2 separate regions of the Mus musculus genome follow, and region 2 is linked to region 1. The links are chromatin contacts, called in public HiChIP or PLAC-seq maps. All regions are on one chromosome and are shown on one strand. Each heading gives the region's core, a stretch centred on a gene start, on an enhancer-like site or on the middle of the called end of the contact. The rest is flanking DNA. Distances are from core to core; before and after follow the strand shown. Region 1 has its middle 25 kb from the start of C330024C12Rik. Region 2 overlaps Gm46587 (a long non-coding RNA gene).

What was found. HiChIP or PLAC-seq counts read pairs in DNA pulled down with a chosen protein or histone mark.
Region 2: a FOXA1 HiChIP or PLAC-seq map of pancreatic cancer cells shows a contact between it and region 1. The contact joins two enhancer-like sites. A contact is called at or near these places in 1 of 15 datasets of contacts at CTCF or cohesin (the NIH/3T3 cell line), 2 of 484 Hi-C or Micro-C datasets (adipose-derived mesenchymal stem cells and cortical neurons), 3 of 115 datasets of contacts at active chromatin or transcription factors (embryonic stem cells, fibro-adipogenic progenitors and pancreatic cancer cells) and 1 of 9 other capture datasets (embryonic stem cells).

Annotation. Positions count from the first base shown.
Region 1 is chr17:87,168,067-87,172,279 of GRCm38.p6, reverse strand. No RefSeq gene overlaps it. Among named protein-coding and RNA genes, the nearest start is that of C330024C12Rik, 25 kb to the left of the region's middle. Within about 2 kb of position 2,134, at least 94 of the 459 cell types and tissues checked have an H3K27ac peak or open chromatin away from gene starts, as enhancers often do. A contact at or near this core is called in pancreatic cancer cells, where this site is marked.
Region 2 is chr17:87,561,166-87,565,378 of GRCm38.p6, reverse strand. All of the region lies in intron 1 of Gm46587 (a long non-coding RNA gene), which reads left to right. Among named protein-coding and RNA genes, the nearest start is that of Gm46587, 7.5 kb to the left of the region's middle. Within about 2 kb of position 2,533, at least 31 of the 459 cell types and tissues checked have an H3K27ac peak or open chromatin away from gene starts, as enhancers often do. A contact at or near this core is called in pancreatic cancer cells, where this site is marked.

The sequences.
Region 1 (4,213 bases), core at 885-3,384:
ATACTGGTTGAGTCATTTCCTTCCCAAACTCTCAAATCATTTCTGGTTCACATTTTGGACCATGACTAATCTTCCTAAGAACTGAAATAACAGGGAGATTGGCTCTGCCCTCTCCTTTTTAATACAATGCTCTTTGAACTCCCTAAGGGTCGGAGAGACCAACAGTAGCTTTGCTTCTATATCTAAACCTGCCTGAAAGACGTCGTGCCCACTGGGCTATTCTGTTTTTGCAAGGCTGTCCAAGTTATGTTTAGGTTTCAGAACACCAGCTATGGCACCACTAGGCTCGCCAGCACTTGCCTTCCTTCAGCAGAGAATGCCCAATGCTTTTCTTGGTTGCTGATGTGACAAACAGCTATTGGAAGAATGTATGTTGAGTGTTGAAGACAGTGTTTGTATTGTATAGTGTTCCTCATATAAGGACATGGACTATATTTATTCTGTAATTTGAAATCAGCATAAGTGGATGCTCCTGCTGAACCTGTCTGTGTGGGGTCACATTTCCTAGGATATCCTACGATGGTTATTAGATAGGCTCCCACAGCCTATAAATATTGTTCTTCTGGGTTTTGTTCATGAAAGCAATGCTTGCTTCTCTGATGGAAAGCAAGCTATTGTCAAGGGAAGAAAGGAATCCCATCTAACATGTAAAGTGTGAGCCTGACTGAATAGATTTTGAGATGGGGACACTTGACATTTCCATCATTGTGGTCTGTGGGAATAGGGAAGGGGGAGAGACTAGGTGGAGTCAGGCCTACGCTCTTCCCTGCCACTTCCATTGTCAACTCTACCACACTGCTCTCTAGTATGCCAGGGCACAGCCAGGCAAGTGAGGGCGTGTTGAAGAATAAAGACGTATGATGGTGACAGTGACATCTGAGGTGAATCCATAGGTGTGCTGGAGCAGGCTTCACTTGTTGAAGACAGTAAGGATTCAGGATACATGGAGAACCCAGACAGCCTCCCCATGCTTCTGGGAAAACAGAATCATTTGCCAATGTGGGGCACAAGGGGAATTCAAAAGACTGGGATTTACCTGTACCCACGAGTCACCTACGAATGACCATTTTCTATTACTAAAGCAAGTCAGAAGTTTGCCAACTTGGATAACAAGGGTTCCTTTCCCCTGCTCTACCTAGTAGAGCTGCTAAGGATAGATTAGCTACAGGAGTAAATCTGAAATCCAAAGCACATTTCTGCTCCAGTCACACCGTACAGAAAGTGATTGTGTCCCCTGCATATCTCTGTGAATCCCCACTCATTGTGGTGATGTTCCAGCTGAAGATCTAGTGACAAGTGTCCCAGCGCAGGTTATGGGCCTGAGTGTGTACCCCAGGCTTCACTACATGCTTTGGGGATCTCAGATTTGACTCTTGTGAGCCTCTTTTCCACCCCCAAATTAAATATGATTTTGTTAGCGTAAAGACCAGTCCACTGATATTAGATATTAATCCATTTTCTTTAACTTAATTGTTCTGTTAAATTCTAGTTTTAAAGGAAAATTTGAAATGTTTTCATGCTCTCTAAAATATGATAGCCCCTAGGGACCTGAGTGGCCTGTCTTTCTCTTGGCTTTGGCCACGCCTCCTGGCTCCTGTCGCCCCCTTCTGTAAACCGGAGCCATTGGGCAGAAGGACCTTGGCATGTGGTGACTAAGTAATACAGACTTCCTCTCTTTCTCCTCACGGATTGGCTTTTCAATTTTTAACTCAGTGATCTTGCTTCATATGTGGTTTTCACTGTGAGTCACCTTTAAAATTCTCTTTGGAAGTAGGTGGGGTGTAAATTATAAATAAGAATTCCTTTTTACTTCCTCAGAGTTTGCACAATGCCTGGCTTTGTGTTCTCAGCCCTTGTTTGTTGATTGTGCCGGTAAATGGCTGCCTCCCCTTCCAGCCTCCACCCACCACCATGTCCCACCAGGTCTGACAGAGTCTGAGAGAGTCTTCCGTTCTTCCTCCTGTCCCTCCTTCTCTCTCTGTCTCTCTCTGTGTCTCTGTCTGTCTGTCTGTCTGTCTGTCTGTCTGTCTGTCTCTCTCTCTCTCTGATATCTGGAGAGTCTCAGTTCCTGTGCCCCATATTCTCCTGGCTTTCAGCTTGAAGAGGCACCCACTCACTGTCAGACTGACTGGGGGTGTAACCTGTGGCTCTGCTCCATCCGAGAGGGAGCTAGGGTTTGGTCAGAGTGAGATCTACTCAGTAAACAGTGGGATAAGAACTGAGCCTGGGTCCTCTGATGCACCATGGCCAAGTGAAGAGAGCTCAGCCTCTATGATTTCAGCCTTCAGAAAGTGGAATGGGTTTCTTATCAGCCCTTAACTCAAACCCTACAGTAGCAGTTCTCAACATTCCCAATGCCACAACCCCTTAATACAGTTCTTCATGTTGTGGTGACCCGCAATCATGAAATGATTTTTGTTGCTACTTCGTAACTGTAATTTTGCTACTGTGATGAACTGTAATGTAAATATCTGATATGCCACCCTTGGGAAAGTCTTTCAACCCACCGGTTGAGAACCGCTGATCTCCAGGACACCGTTTCCATCTCTGGAGGTGTGCTCAGCTTCGTCTCAATGCTCAGGCCCCAGCATTCACTGTGTTGGAACCTTGTGCTGAAACCTCGTTCCTACACAGTGGAAGAGGGATGCCAGAAGCAAGCAAGGATGGGTAACAGAGCCACAGAGAAGGAACCGGGGGTTTTAAAAGGCTTCCTTCATTAGCTAGCCCTTCGAGTGCTTGCCACCTATCAGGCACTGGGGTTCTAAGATCACACCAGAACATGTATGCAAAGCCACATGCATGCATGGAGCATGCATGCATGCACACACACACACACACACACACACACACACACACACACGGCACCCTGCTGAGAAGAAACAGAGAAAAACATCTACCCACTTACTCAAGGAAAGGCAAAACAAAAGCTGCCCCACAGTGGGGCAGAATCTGCTGCTTTGAAAGGGGAGCATGTGCAAGTCTATTTAAGTCCTCTTACACCAACTCTGCCATTCTCCACTCTTAGCCCACCCCCTCAATCTGTCACATTCAGGGATCTGGGGCTCTGAGCCTTGGGTGAATTAAACAGATTCAATGGCACGTCAGGCTTGGGAGGAGGAGGAGGAGGAGAAGAGAAGGCGGGCAAAGAAGATGGAGAGAGAAAAAACACAGGGAGGTGTTGGAAGTCAATTCACAAACCTCCTGTAGAGGAGAGGAGGTCAGCCAGAGAGACCTGGAACGCTCCAGTTGGAGCAATCCTATTAATAACGGAGCGAGTTTATTGAAAGCTTCTGGGGCCAGACCTTGCTCTAAGTCTTTTACATAGATTAGCATATTCAATCGCCCAGATGCCCACTGAGATGACTTTTGTTTTATAGATTATTGATGAGAACCTCTCTGGGTTCAGAAGTGATTTCACCAAGGTACTGCGGTCAAGACTTGGAGCCTCTGCTCATCCCGTGGCCTCTGGACAGGGACCTGGGACCCTGTGTGACAGGAGAGGGCAAGGGGGACTGCATGTGATCACTGCCATTTGAGTGTGTGTGGGTGTGGGTGGGGGGGGGTAAGGTAAAAGGTATGGAGTGCAGTTGGTGGAGTTTGAGCACTGGCTCACCAATCCTAACTTTGTGACCTTGGAAAAACCTCTCTGACTTTCCTGTGTCTCTGTGTTCTTAGATTTGAGGGTCGATGATGCTAATGATGATGTGGCTGGAAGGATTTCTGTAATCCTGTGACCAGTGGGTTAGAAAAATGTCTGGGCAGACCCACTGATAACACCCTCTTCCTTGAGGTCACAACTGGCTTCCTTTGCCCCCACTACCTAGGTTTGGTAGAAACCCTGTAGCTTAGCTCTTCCTGGGGTTTCCACCCTCTGTAGTTTCCATGTTTGCCTATGCAAGTACCAGGGACCATGAAGAGGGGAAATTTCTAAGGACATGTGACCTTGTCTCCAAACCTAAGAGCATATTGGAGCATACACATTTAGTTCCAGCACTCAGGAGGCAGAGGCAGGCAGATCTCTGTGAGTTTGAGGCCAGCCTGGTCTACATACTAAATTTCAGACCAGCCAGGGCTATAAGAATAAGATGCTGCCATGAAACCAAACAAAACAAAAGAGCATATTAGAAAATTAGATCGAGTATAGCTGTACTTCTTGTGTGGGAAGACTCTGTACCACATGCTGGAGAATGTGGGCTAGCCTCTGCTTCCAAGG
Region 2 (4,213 bases), core at 1,284-3,783, 390 kb before region 1:
TGGCTTGCTCAGCCTGCTTTCTTATAGCACCTAGGACCATCAGTCCAGAGGTGACCTCACCCACAGTGGGCCCTCCCATATCAACCATCAATCAAGAAAATCACAACAGGTGTGTTCACAGGTCTATCCTATAGAGGCATTTTCTCGGTTTAGAGTCTTCTTTCCAAATGACCCTAGTTTGTGTCAAGTTGATATAAAAACCTAGCAAGTGCACACGCGCGCGCACACACACACACCACATAAACACACATGCAGGCAGACAGAGACACACACACATACAAATACACATGCAGATATATATACACACACAGTGAATAAAATGTAATTTACAACTTTTATGGAGATGGAAGGGTGGATCCGTGGTTTAGAGCCCTGGATACTTTACCAGAGGGTCTAGAGGTTCCACCCCCAGCTCCGACATGGTAACTTTAGTAACAGGGATCCAACATCCTCTTCTGGACTTGAGGGCACCAGGGATGTATGTACACGGACATATGTGTAAGTAAAACACTCACACCCAGAAGATGAAAAGGTAATAATAAAATAAACTCTTAAACAACAACAACAAAAAGAGCCCTGGTTGTTCTTCCAGAGGACCCAGATTAGATCCCCCGCACTCACGAGGCAGTTCACAACCATGTCTGATTCCAGTTCCAGAGGAGCCAATGCCCTTGTTTGGTTTCTGTGGACACACACACATAACACACATAACACACACACACACACACACACACACACGTAAATAAATCATAAATAAAAGGGTGGTATGGTGGTAGGCACACCTTTGCTCACAGTGCTAAGGAGGCAGAAGCAGGAGATCTCTGAATTTGAGGGTAGCCTGGTCTACAGAGCGAGTTCTAGGAAGGACAATCAGAGCTACACAGAGAAACCCTTTCTTGAAAAACAAACAAACAAAAATAAAAATTGTGTGAGAAAAAACTTTTCTTACCAAATCAGTTAGCTCACATATTATTCATCATTTTATTGGGCCCCATAAACAGAACCAAGCATTCCCTTACAGACTGTAACTAGGGCACTCAGCTCTCAAAGGTAGTAATTGTTATGTCCTTTATTACTGGCATATCTTAACAAATGCCCGGCCTGGCATCTGTTCCAATATCACAGGCTATCTTTGTGTTGTGTGAAAATAAAAACAGTCACAGACAGAGGGAGTTGGGAAACTGAAGTATCACTCCCAGCCCTGCTTGACTGACCAGTTCTCCCTTGGGCAAGACATGCCTCTCACCAGGCCTCCTTTCCCTTGTTTGTAAACACTCTCTGAGCCTCCCAAACAGCCTGGAGTGGAGTCACCTAGGGTGCTGGCTAAACATGCAGACCCCAGAGCCCTCTGGGGGCAGGGCTGGGTGACAGCCAGAATCCAGAGCCCTCTGGGGACAGGGCTGGGGTGATGGCTAGAATCCAGGTTTGTTTAGTTTGGTCTAGTCTTTGCAGACAGAGTCTATCTCAGGATGGTTTAGAACTCACTATCTTCCTGCCTCAGCCCACCCCTTCCCCCCACCTCCCGCCAAGGGCTGGAACTTTGACCAAGGCTGAGGTGGAGTCTATAGGGTCTTTTTTCACTTTGGTACTGCAGACTCACTTGATCTGAGTCTGCATGCTTGCCTAGTCAAGTACTCTGACAAACATTTTATAGTTATTCACTGAAAGAGTCTCTCCACATAGTTGTCCAGGTGAGCCTTTATCTTACCACCTCCCTCCCTGGCATCCTCAGTAGCTAGGATGACAGGCGTGTGCCACCGGGGCAGGCTGAAGTCAGTATCCTTCATCCAAGCAGTTCAGAGGATTCTTTTTCTCACCACATTTGGAAACCATGAACACCAGACGGTTGCTAAGGGCTCAGATTATGCTATGATCAGTAATTTATAAAAATAGTCTTCTGGAAAAAGAAAAAAAAAACCATGAAGCTGAAAAATGATCCTGACACAAAACGTCTCCCATTTCCTGGGCATAGTTTGTGAAGACCCTCGGCTTTTGTTCCTAACACAGGATCGACACACTTAACAGTGCCCTTGTGCAATGGAAACCTAGCTTAGGTGTTCCTTCCTCTGGTGGCCTTTGGCTGGAATTTTGCCAGGGCCCAGCCTCCTCTCCCCACCCCCCACCCCCCACCTGCCCACAGAGGTAGAAATTCTTTGGGACCTCAACAAATATTTCCCCAGACTCCTGCATGACTCAATCCTCAGTTCCTTAACTGGGTGTTCACTGCAGTGTCAATTTGCTTATCTGAGATGCTTTTCGTAGGATGAAGGCTTGCGTCTGCTACCCTCCTCTAGACTTGGTTTTTCTCCTTAGCACTGTCTAATCTACTGACTATTTCATCCGTCTGTGTTACTTCTCATGTGTCTGGTCCCTGCTACATCCTCAGTGCCTATACTAGAACATAGTAGATGCTCAATAAATATCTGTAGCTTCAAGGAATGAGATATTTGCTGGATGAGTCAAAGAGTAAATACGTGATTCCTAGGAAAGGGCTCAACCTTTGACCCATGGGAACAGACACTCCAGCCCCAAGTCAGGGCCCAGCCTACCATTAGACATCCACCTTACCTCTGGCTCACACATACGGTAACGGTTGTACACTGTACTGAGAAGTCACTCCTGTGGCCCTGAACTAATTGGATCTTTTGGACACAGTTGCCCCTCCCCCTTCTTTCTCTTTCCTGCCATCAGGATCCTTTGAGAACTCAAGCTAAGTGGTGGTGGTGGTGGTGGTGGCAGAGGCGTTGGTGGCAGTGCATGCCTTTAGTTACAGCACTCAGGAGGCAGAGACAGGCAGATCTCTGTGAGCTCGAGGCTAGCCTGGTCTACAAGTGAGTCAGTCCAGAAAAATCAGGGCTCTGTTACATAGAGAAATCCTGTCTTGCCACCCTCCCGAGAGAGAGAGAGAGAGAGAGAGAGAGAGAGGAGTGTAGAGCAGGTTAAAGTATTTACTTTCTGTGGAGTTCTAGTTCTGATCCCTAACACTGAATAATCAATAAATTAAGTAGTAAAGAGGAGATTGTGGGACGCCTGACTTGCCAGCAAGTGAGACGCCACAACAGGATCCTTCTACAACACGTTTATTGGGAGAGCATGGACGGCGTAGGCGAAAGACCCCGAGCCCCAGAAATGGCGCTGCTTATATAGGCCTAGGAGTGACGTGTCCATACCTGATTGGTTATGCTACCAGTACCTCATTAATATGCGTCGGGCCAGGCAGTGACTAGGCAAAAAACTCTTATGCACGTGCGCACATTGGTTGTTTACCCATAATCATGGGTGGTGGCCAGTGGTAGCCAGCGCCATCTTGTAATGGCGTTTGTGGCTTCCCACAGGAGATCACCCTGGGATCCACTCATACCCAAAGGCACGAGACATGACAAACAGACCATGACAGAGATGAAACTAGGCCAGAACACTAGCTTCTTGGCTGCTTCGTCATCGTTGGTCTAGGCTTACCAGGAAACAGTCACAGGTGCTCATTGCAGGAAGGATTGTTGCCACGTCAAAGGACTACCATCGTGAGCAGTGCTGTGGGGAACTGTGAGCGAGGCTCCAGGAGAAAAGGCAGAGGGCACTTTGTTCCCTGAATTGTTCTCAGACATGATTTTGTGCCTCCTGCAACAAACATTGGCATTCAAATTTCAATTTATTCTTGATGGATGTCAGATCATACGGTAGAACCCAGCCTGGTCAGCGAACCCTGAATCTGATACGGCCTTCTGCCTTGCTTCCATGCTTTCCCAGATAGAATCTATAGTACGTCCAGGCAACTGTGCTTCCGTGGGTCTGTCCTGACGAAGTTCTGGGATAGGGCTGCTCTGTCAGTATTCAGTATGTGCTTACTGATGTTTATTTATGTGTTGTTTTTTTCCTGAACTCAAACCCTTCCTTGGATCACTGCTTGCTGTGTTTCATGTGTGCATAAAAACACACTGACTCCAAAGTAAGGCTGTCTGCAGCCTAGACTGTGGTACGCCTCGACCTTTAAGGTCCTCAGATTCCAGGTCTTGCACACAGATCTGCACAGGTTAAACCGAGCAGGAAACAAAATCTCCTTTTACTTTAACCCTAGGAATGCTCAGCAGCACAGGCTGCTATCATGGCTGATTTTTTACTTCTTAATTTATTTAATTTGCCCTCAACCTCGGGCAGCAAAAATTTGCTTTTTCTAAAGTCAGTAAATAGTTCACATACTACGGTTAGCTCAAAC